2 separate regions of the Mus musculus genome follow, and region 1 is linked to region 2. The links are chromatin contacts, called in public promoter capture Hi-C maps. All regions are on one chromosome and are shown on one strand. Each heading gives the region's core, a stretch centred on a gene start, on an enhancer-like site or on the middle of the called end of the contact. The rest is flanking DNA. Distances are from core to core; before and after follow the strand shown. Region 1 holds the start of Hsd17b12 (hydroxysteroid (17-beta) dehydrogenase 12). Region 2 holds the start of Prdm11 (PR domain containing 11).

Evidence for each region. Promoter capture Hi-C pulls out the DNA fragments that hold promoters and counts their contacts.
Region 1: a contact with region 2 is called in a promoter capture Hi-C map of pre-B cells. The contact joins the promoter of Hsd17b12 here to the promoter of Prdm11 in region 2.

The regions. Positions count from the first base shown.
Region 1 is chr2:94,156,196-94,159,656 of GRCm38.p6, forward strand. Hsd17b12 (hydroxysteroid (17-beta) dehydrogenase 12) reads right to left here and starts at 1,714. Exons shown (of 11, transcript NM_019657.4): 1 at 1,515-1,714. The coding sequence starts at 1,674. Gm39885 (a long non-coding RNA gene) reads left to right here and starts at 1,969. Exons shown (of 3, transcript XR_866573.3): 1 at 1,969-3,247.
Region 2 is chr2:93,044,391-93,047,868 of GRCm38.p6, forward strand. It overlaps Prdm11 (PR domain containing 11), which reads right to left and starts at 1,775. Exons shown (of 8, transcript NM_001368848.1): 1 at 1,589-1,775.

The DNA.
Region 1 (3,461 bases), core at 464-2,963, 1.1 Mb after region 2:
AAAAAAAAAAAAAAAAAAAAAAAAAAAACCAAAACCCCAAACAATTGACCCCAACTATACTTCACTTCCATATGACACCACAGTTCTCTTTCATATCCCAATGTTCTAGGTCAAATTTCTTTTCTAAATCTGCCAGAAATGCTTTCCTAATTTTTACCAGTTTCCCTTTGTCTGGATGGAGCCAAACCTACCTTGAACGTGGCAAACCCTTGACTTTCACTCTGCGTTTTAGACTGTGCAAACAATTTACAATAATAAAGCTAAAGCAACACTGGGCTTTCTTTGCAAGTTTCATTTTATTGGATAACTGATTTCCTATGGGATTACTGTTGCATTGACTTAAAAAAAAATAAAAATAAGCCAACAAACAACTTTTTCCAAGCTGACAACAAAGAAACTGACCAAGTCAATTGTGAAATTATATCATCTGAATCTTAATCACAGCGAGCACTTTTTCCCCCAGGGACTATGAAAAGTGATTTTGGAAAGTTGTATAAAATCACTGTTTGCCCCACATCAAGGAAAGGGGCTCACAAACTCATTTCTACTTGAAATATTTTCTCCTATTATTAGGGTGTTGTCCCAAAAGATTAACTGTCATGTCTTTTCTAAGTCGTTTAAATGTTCTTTAATGAACAGAACAAACCTGAAAAGTAACATGATTTCTGTCCTGTGTTTAGTCCGTAGGCAACCGCACCCCAATATTCTATAAAATGTTTGAGTCGTGAACAGTGAGTTACAAAACACCAGAGAGCCACACATACATCATGATTACATGGGTGTTTGTTTTAAAGCCCTTCTCTCAAAAAATAGAAACAAAGGTGAGAGGGCTGAACTAGGATTTTCTCAACTTCTCTGATACGACCTTCGTTCTCATTTTTAAAATCTGTCAACTGAAAAGAAGAAGGTTCGCGTGTTTTGGTCACTTTTTGTAAAGACATTTTCCGCAAACTCTTGCAAAAAGTACTGAATACGATAGGAAGACTTTGTTTTCCCAGAACAGCGCTTCTTAGTCATTGAAACTCCAGAATAATTTACCAAGATTTCCTCCGACACCGCCTCCACCTCCCCCCTCCCCAAAAGGACTTGTTAAATTACATGAAACAAACCCAATTCAAGTAACTGGAGAATCAAGTTTCCCAAGATCCTAACTTCTGAAATCGTTGTCCCTGCAACCCTTCTTCCTATCTTCACCTATGCTCTCATCCATAGCACAGGGCCAGTTTTCAAGCCAAGTGAAAAACTTTATTTTAAAAAATAAATAAACACTGCAAGGGACACAGCGGACAATGCGCCTGACTCCGGCCGCCTGCCCAGGAGGGCTCCAACAGGACAAGTCCGGGGAGTTAAGAAAGGTCTCCTCCGTGCCCACCAGGCAGCAGCAGGTCAGATCACCCACCCCGCCAGTGCGCTCAGGGTCTGGAGAAGTTTCCGCGCTCCAGAGCGGGCTCGCTGAGCGCGAGCGACAGGGGAACAAGGGCCACAGCGTGGTCGCGGCTTGTGGTTCCACTCACCTGCCCATTCTCCGAGTCGCGGACCGACCAAGGCCTCGTTGCCCACGCACCACACCTGGAAGGCCCTGAAGAGCGAGTACGAGGCTCGCAGGGCCAGGTAGGCAATGGTGCTCGCGCCCACCCAGTACAGGAAGCCGGCCGCCGGGGGAGCGCACTCCATGGCTCGTGACTAGGCCTCACTACTACGGTGAATGGGGAAGGAAAAAAAAAAAAAGAATGAATGGGACGAGGAGGCGGTGCCGCCGTGACGGCGAAGACGCAGCGAATAGACGTGATTTTTTGAACGCTTTAGGTCTAAGACCCGCCTACATAGTCATATCCATGTGTCTATTGGTGACTTCTCTTTCCTGTAAGCGTACTATGTCTCCTATTGGTTAGCCTTCGTTTCGTAGCCCCGCCCACAATCCCCTTCGGCGCGCTCAGAGCCGCATTTCCGTATTAAGACAGTGGCTCGCTCACAAGCCGCTCAACGTTTGGCTCCGCCCACAAGCTTTACCTCGCACCACCGAAGCGCAGGGATCTCTCATTGGCAGAGGCGGCCCTTACGACTGCGGAAGGCTGCGCGCTGATTGGCCAGTGATACCTAACTGGGTTTAGCTCACATTTCAGGAAGGAATGGAACCGGAAAGGGAAGAATATAGTAGAAGTCCGGGAGGAGCTGGAGTAGTGCTTGTGATTACGTCTTAGTAATAACCGCTTTCGGATTGTTAATTCCTCAGACTTTTCAGATGAAGGTTTACGGTTCCCCTTTGTCTGCAGAGCACGCTTTCGCTCCATTTTTTTGAATGACTGCCTTAGCTCCCACAATGAACTTTATACTTGTTCCCAATAATTCGGAATTCCAGAAAACTCTACTGTGTAGTAGCGTTAACAGTTGTAAGATGAATGAAAAGTATCCTACAAGAACAGAGCTTATGGAGCAATTCTGGGAAACTCAAATTTTTTTATTGGACCTGGTCCAGTAAAAACCAAAATCATTTTATTTTTGTTTTGTGGGAGGATATTAAAGAGATATTTGTGTCCTATACTTTTTACTGTAAGACAATCAAAACAATAAAATCAAAACAGGAACCGATTCACCCCCATCAAGGGACTTCATGCTGGGATAAAAGAAAACCTAAAACGTGGGCAAACACTTCCAGAACACCTTACAGGGGAGGCAATGAGGGGCCAGTGGTGAGCTGGCTGGACCACACTTTGACTTGCTTAGATTTATGTTACTCTGGCCCATTCTTAAACCATAACTGCACATCAGAACCTAAAACATGGCTTTGGTGGAAGGTACTGGGTCTCTTTATAACTTTTCCCAAATCTTTTTTTATTCTTTTCTTTTCCTGCTGTTCTGCACTATTAATTTGACTGTTTTAGCTGACTTAGGAAGGACAGGTGACCGAAACTCACTTGTTGATGCACAAGCTGTGGCCCTGACTCTGAAAACAGGCCTTATGCTTGAGCAGCAAATACTTTACCCACCAAGCAATCTCCCCTGCCCTGAAGGGAAGCTTTAAGGGGACACAAAAATCTGATCTCTGGAAGAGCATGGAAGTACTTCAGCGGACAGGGAGACAGACATAAAGTAAACAAATGGAGTCGCTGTTCAGGCTCTACTTAGAGGTCCAGGGGCTCATTCAATATCTCCACTCAAGCTCAATACATTTATTGTTTGTTTTTGTTTTGAGACAGGATGTCAAATATCCTAAGCTGCCTCTACCTCCCAAGGTTTGAGATTCCAGGTATGTGACACCATTTTTTTTTCTTACTTCAGTGCTGGGGATTGAACCCAGAGCTTTACACATGCTAGTCAAGTAGTGTATCAACTGAGCTACATTCTCCACTCAAGCTTAATAAATTTAAAAATAAAACTCCACACCTGCCCTCATATGCCTCTTCTGGTGGCTGGAACAGCAATGCCACTCACAGGCTCCTATGTTTGAAGACTTGGTCAGC
Region 2 (3,478 bases), core at 525-3,024:
TGGCCGTGATGACAGAGCAAGGGCCCCTGGGACAAGTGTTCCTCATTTTTGAGACGGATACTCAGAAGGTACCACACCCTGAGAGCATCTGCTCCTTAGGGGCACTGTTAGTTAGGGGCTGGGTGGAGCAGGCTGGGGTCTGGCAATCGTGATTCCCAAAATGGTTCACAGAGCATCGCCCAGGATCACAGCTCTAGATTCTGAAACCAGGAGTCTGACCCTGGGCCAGGTACTTAATTGATCCTATCTCAATGCTCTCCCAGCTGACTCCCACACAGGCTGTACTGGACCCACTGCAGGGAAGGAGAATCCCCTTGAAGAGATCAACTACAGCCCTGCAAAATCCAAAGCCCCGTGGGAAGGATCCTGAAGATGTCCTTTCCAAGAAACTAAATAAACCAGGGGGTCTGGGCCATATGCCCAGAAGGTTCCCAGCAGAGACCATACTCCGCTCCCCAGGGATGAGGGGGATATGGGACTTCTGACCCATACACCCTACACCATCAACCAAGACCTAGGAAAGTCCCTGCCTTCCTCTTCGGGGGACAGGGGTGCCACGGGAATCACACTTCATGGAAAACTATTCTGCTTCAGATAGACAAAACTCCCAAAGTTTATAGGGTTCTCAAGATGAAAAGAAGGCTCCCTTCACTGCTCGCAGTCCCCACGCACAAAGGACTGGGCGTGCTTCTTTCTGATCACTCTTAATCACAGACCACGGCTGTCCTCCACACGAAGCCATGGTCAAAAAAAACAAAAGACAGACTTTCCTTCTCTAGGTCATCAACTGATTCTAAGGGTCTGAGCTCCAACTCAGATGGGCTCAAGACACTAGCAACTTTTTGCCTTATTAGCCCAAGGCTGCTCAGTAGTCCCTGCAGCGACTTGCCTAGGGCACGCTGGCCTTGACAGAGGAAGGTCATTGGCCACCAAGTTTCTGCAGTTTCTGCATCACATAGTACCTTGGGGACCGGGAATGAGGAGGTGGGGGGTGGAGACGACACTCAGGGGCGAATTCCCGAAGAGTCCGTGCTGCAACCAAGACTTAAAATAGATAAAAGGCACGCCCTCCCTCTGCCGCCCCAGGCCCGCGGCAGGTCACAGAGAGGCATGCGGTCCCTAAGCCCCCCAGCCCGGCCCCGAAGCACCGGCGACCGGGTCCCTGCAACTAGGCCAGCGGCTGCATCCCGCCCTCGCCCCGCCCTGCCCCCTGTCTACGCGCTCTCTTTGCGAACGCCGGGCCCGAACAGCCGCTCCCATTGGCCGGCGGCCGCGTCCGTCAGCGCGCGGCGGAGCCGAGGAAAAGGCTACAGTGGAACAAGGCGGGCGAGTGCGCGGAGGAAGGAGGCGGAGGCTGGGCCGCCCGAGGCCCGCGTCGGGCGGTGGCGACGACCTGCGGGCCCGGGCCACCTTGAGACCCGCCCCGCTTCCGGTGCTCCGGTCCGTGCCCCGTCGCCTGCCTGCGCCCCCGCTCCCCAGTGTCCCCGCGCGCTCTTCGCCGCGGCCCCCGCGCCGGTTGGCGAGCCGCCCAGCGTCTTCCGAAGCCATGTTCACGTTCATGGCCACGGTGGCCACCGGGCCCACTCACCTTCGCGGGCTCCCACGCGGGGCGGCGAGCCGGGCCGGGGCCGGGGCGGCGGGACGCGGCGGGACGGGGCGGCCGCGCGCGGGGTCCCCGGCCGGGCAAAGTTTCAGCGCCAGCGGCAGCGCGGCGGCGACTCGCTGCTGCTCTCCTCCCCTGCTTTGACCACCATCTTATTAGTACAGGAAATGACATGGAAAACGGAAGAAAGCGGCGTTTGGGGCAGACGCGGACCCCCCAATTCAGGGGGCCGGAGCCGAGCCTCGCTGAGCCCCGCGTCCCCCGAGCCGGCCCCGCGCGGGAGCTCGCGCGTCCCCGCCGCGCGCCCCACGGGGAGGGCGACGCTGCGGAGGAGGAGCGGGCTGCGCCAACTTTGTGCCTGGGATACTTTCTGGGGGTCGTGCTAGAAAGTTGTGGCGTTTGCGCAAGCCCATCCGAGGGTGCCTCCTGGCTCTGCCCGGCTTCGACGTTGTCGGTCTACAACCCAATAAATAGTCAGAGGGCGATAAATGCGTTTATAATTTTAACCCTTACAGGGTCCTCTTCCGGGCCCCTTTAACCCTTTGGTTGCTCAGCCGTTTGGAAGTATCAACTGAAGTTGGGTAACATGCGTCCCATAGAACACCAAGGGAAAAGGGCCCTGGGGCCTGTGAGAAAAATTAACTATTTACGTGGGGACTAAAGGGTGAGTGTCACTTGCTGTTCAGATCAAAGTACAGTACCAAATCTGAATACAAAGCTGGAACGGGACTGTGTCCTAACTTAACTTGCCTAGTGCCTCATTGTATCCATCTGCAAAATGGCACCCAGCAAGAAAGATAGTGAAGGGATGTAGTAAGGCTGGGGTGTTTAAAGGAAGTGTGAGTGGTCAGAGGGAACCAGAACAACCCTACCCCAAGCCCTTCTTTGTAATGACCCCAAGGGGAGGCTGCTGCAGGGTGGGTTCCCTGGCCGAAGGAGGGCCTCACCTTAGGCTGGAAGTTGCCAAAAAGGATTCTACCTGAGTAAGAGATCTTGGAAGGCCTGCCCAGTGCCAGGTAGTCCAGGAAGGTCCAGATAGTCCCAAGAAGGTGTCACCTCAGGGGAGCCGATTACCCAGGGAAAGGAGCTTCCACCAGGGCGATCCCAGAGGGCTTTCCAAGGTCAAGTACTCCTGAGGATGCTTTGCTTAGGAGACCTGATGGGGGCTGGGACAGGAGGCAACTTCTCTTATTTCTCTTGACCTTGGTAACATAAACGCTTCTTCGGCTCCCTTGTCTGTCACTTGCAGTATGACCTTGAGTGTCTGTAGCTATGACCCTGTTTCCTCTTCTTGCAAAGCTGTAAAGGTCCAGCTGCCAGCTCTAGGGTGAGCCCTGAGGGTGTATGTAAAGAGCCCAGAAGCAGCTGTAATGCTATGGAAATGGCTAGGTGCTTGCTGTGTGTCCACAGTGTAGCTTTCTGAAGCACCGGGTCGTGTGTGGGATATGGATGAAGACCTGGATCTGTGTATCCCATTGTGGCTCCAGCCCAGTCAGAAGTCTGTAGGACTACCTCAAGTTCTAACTAACACCTGGGAGAGGGCAGGCTCAGGAAGAGAGGCTGAGGAATTAGCCACTTGTCCCTTATGAGGGGAAGAGACCATACATGAAACAACATCAGGGGTGGGCCAGGAATCCACAGGACCACATGCCAGGAAGGCAAACAGTGAAGACCCAAGTGCCCAGGGGTTGGCACAGGGCCTGCAGTGACTAGTGCCTGCTGCAGAGAGTGGGTGGGACGAAGAAACTGAGACAGACCACAAAGAGGCACAGGAAAAGAAGGGTATGGCCAATGGCCCGGAGGATGAGCAGACCTTGGAGACTAGTTTCCTCCGGTCTGAACCATTTGGCAGGGCTCGTGGGACCCCCCTAGAGA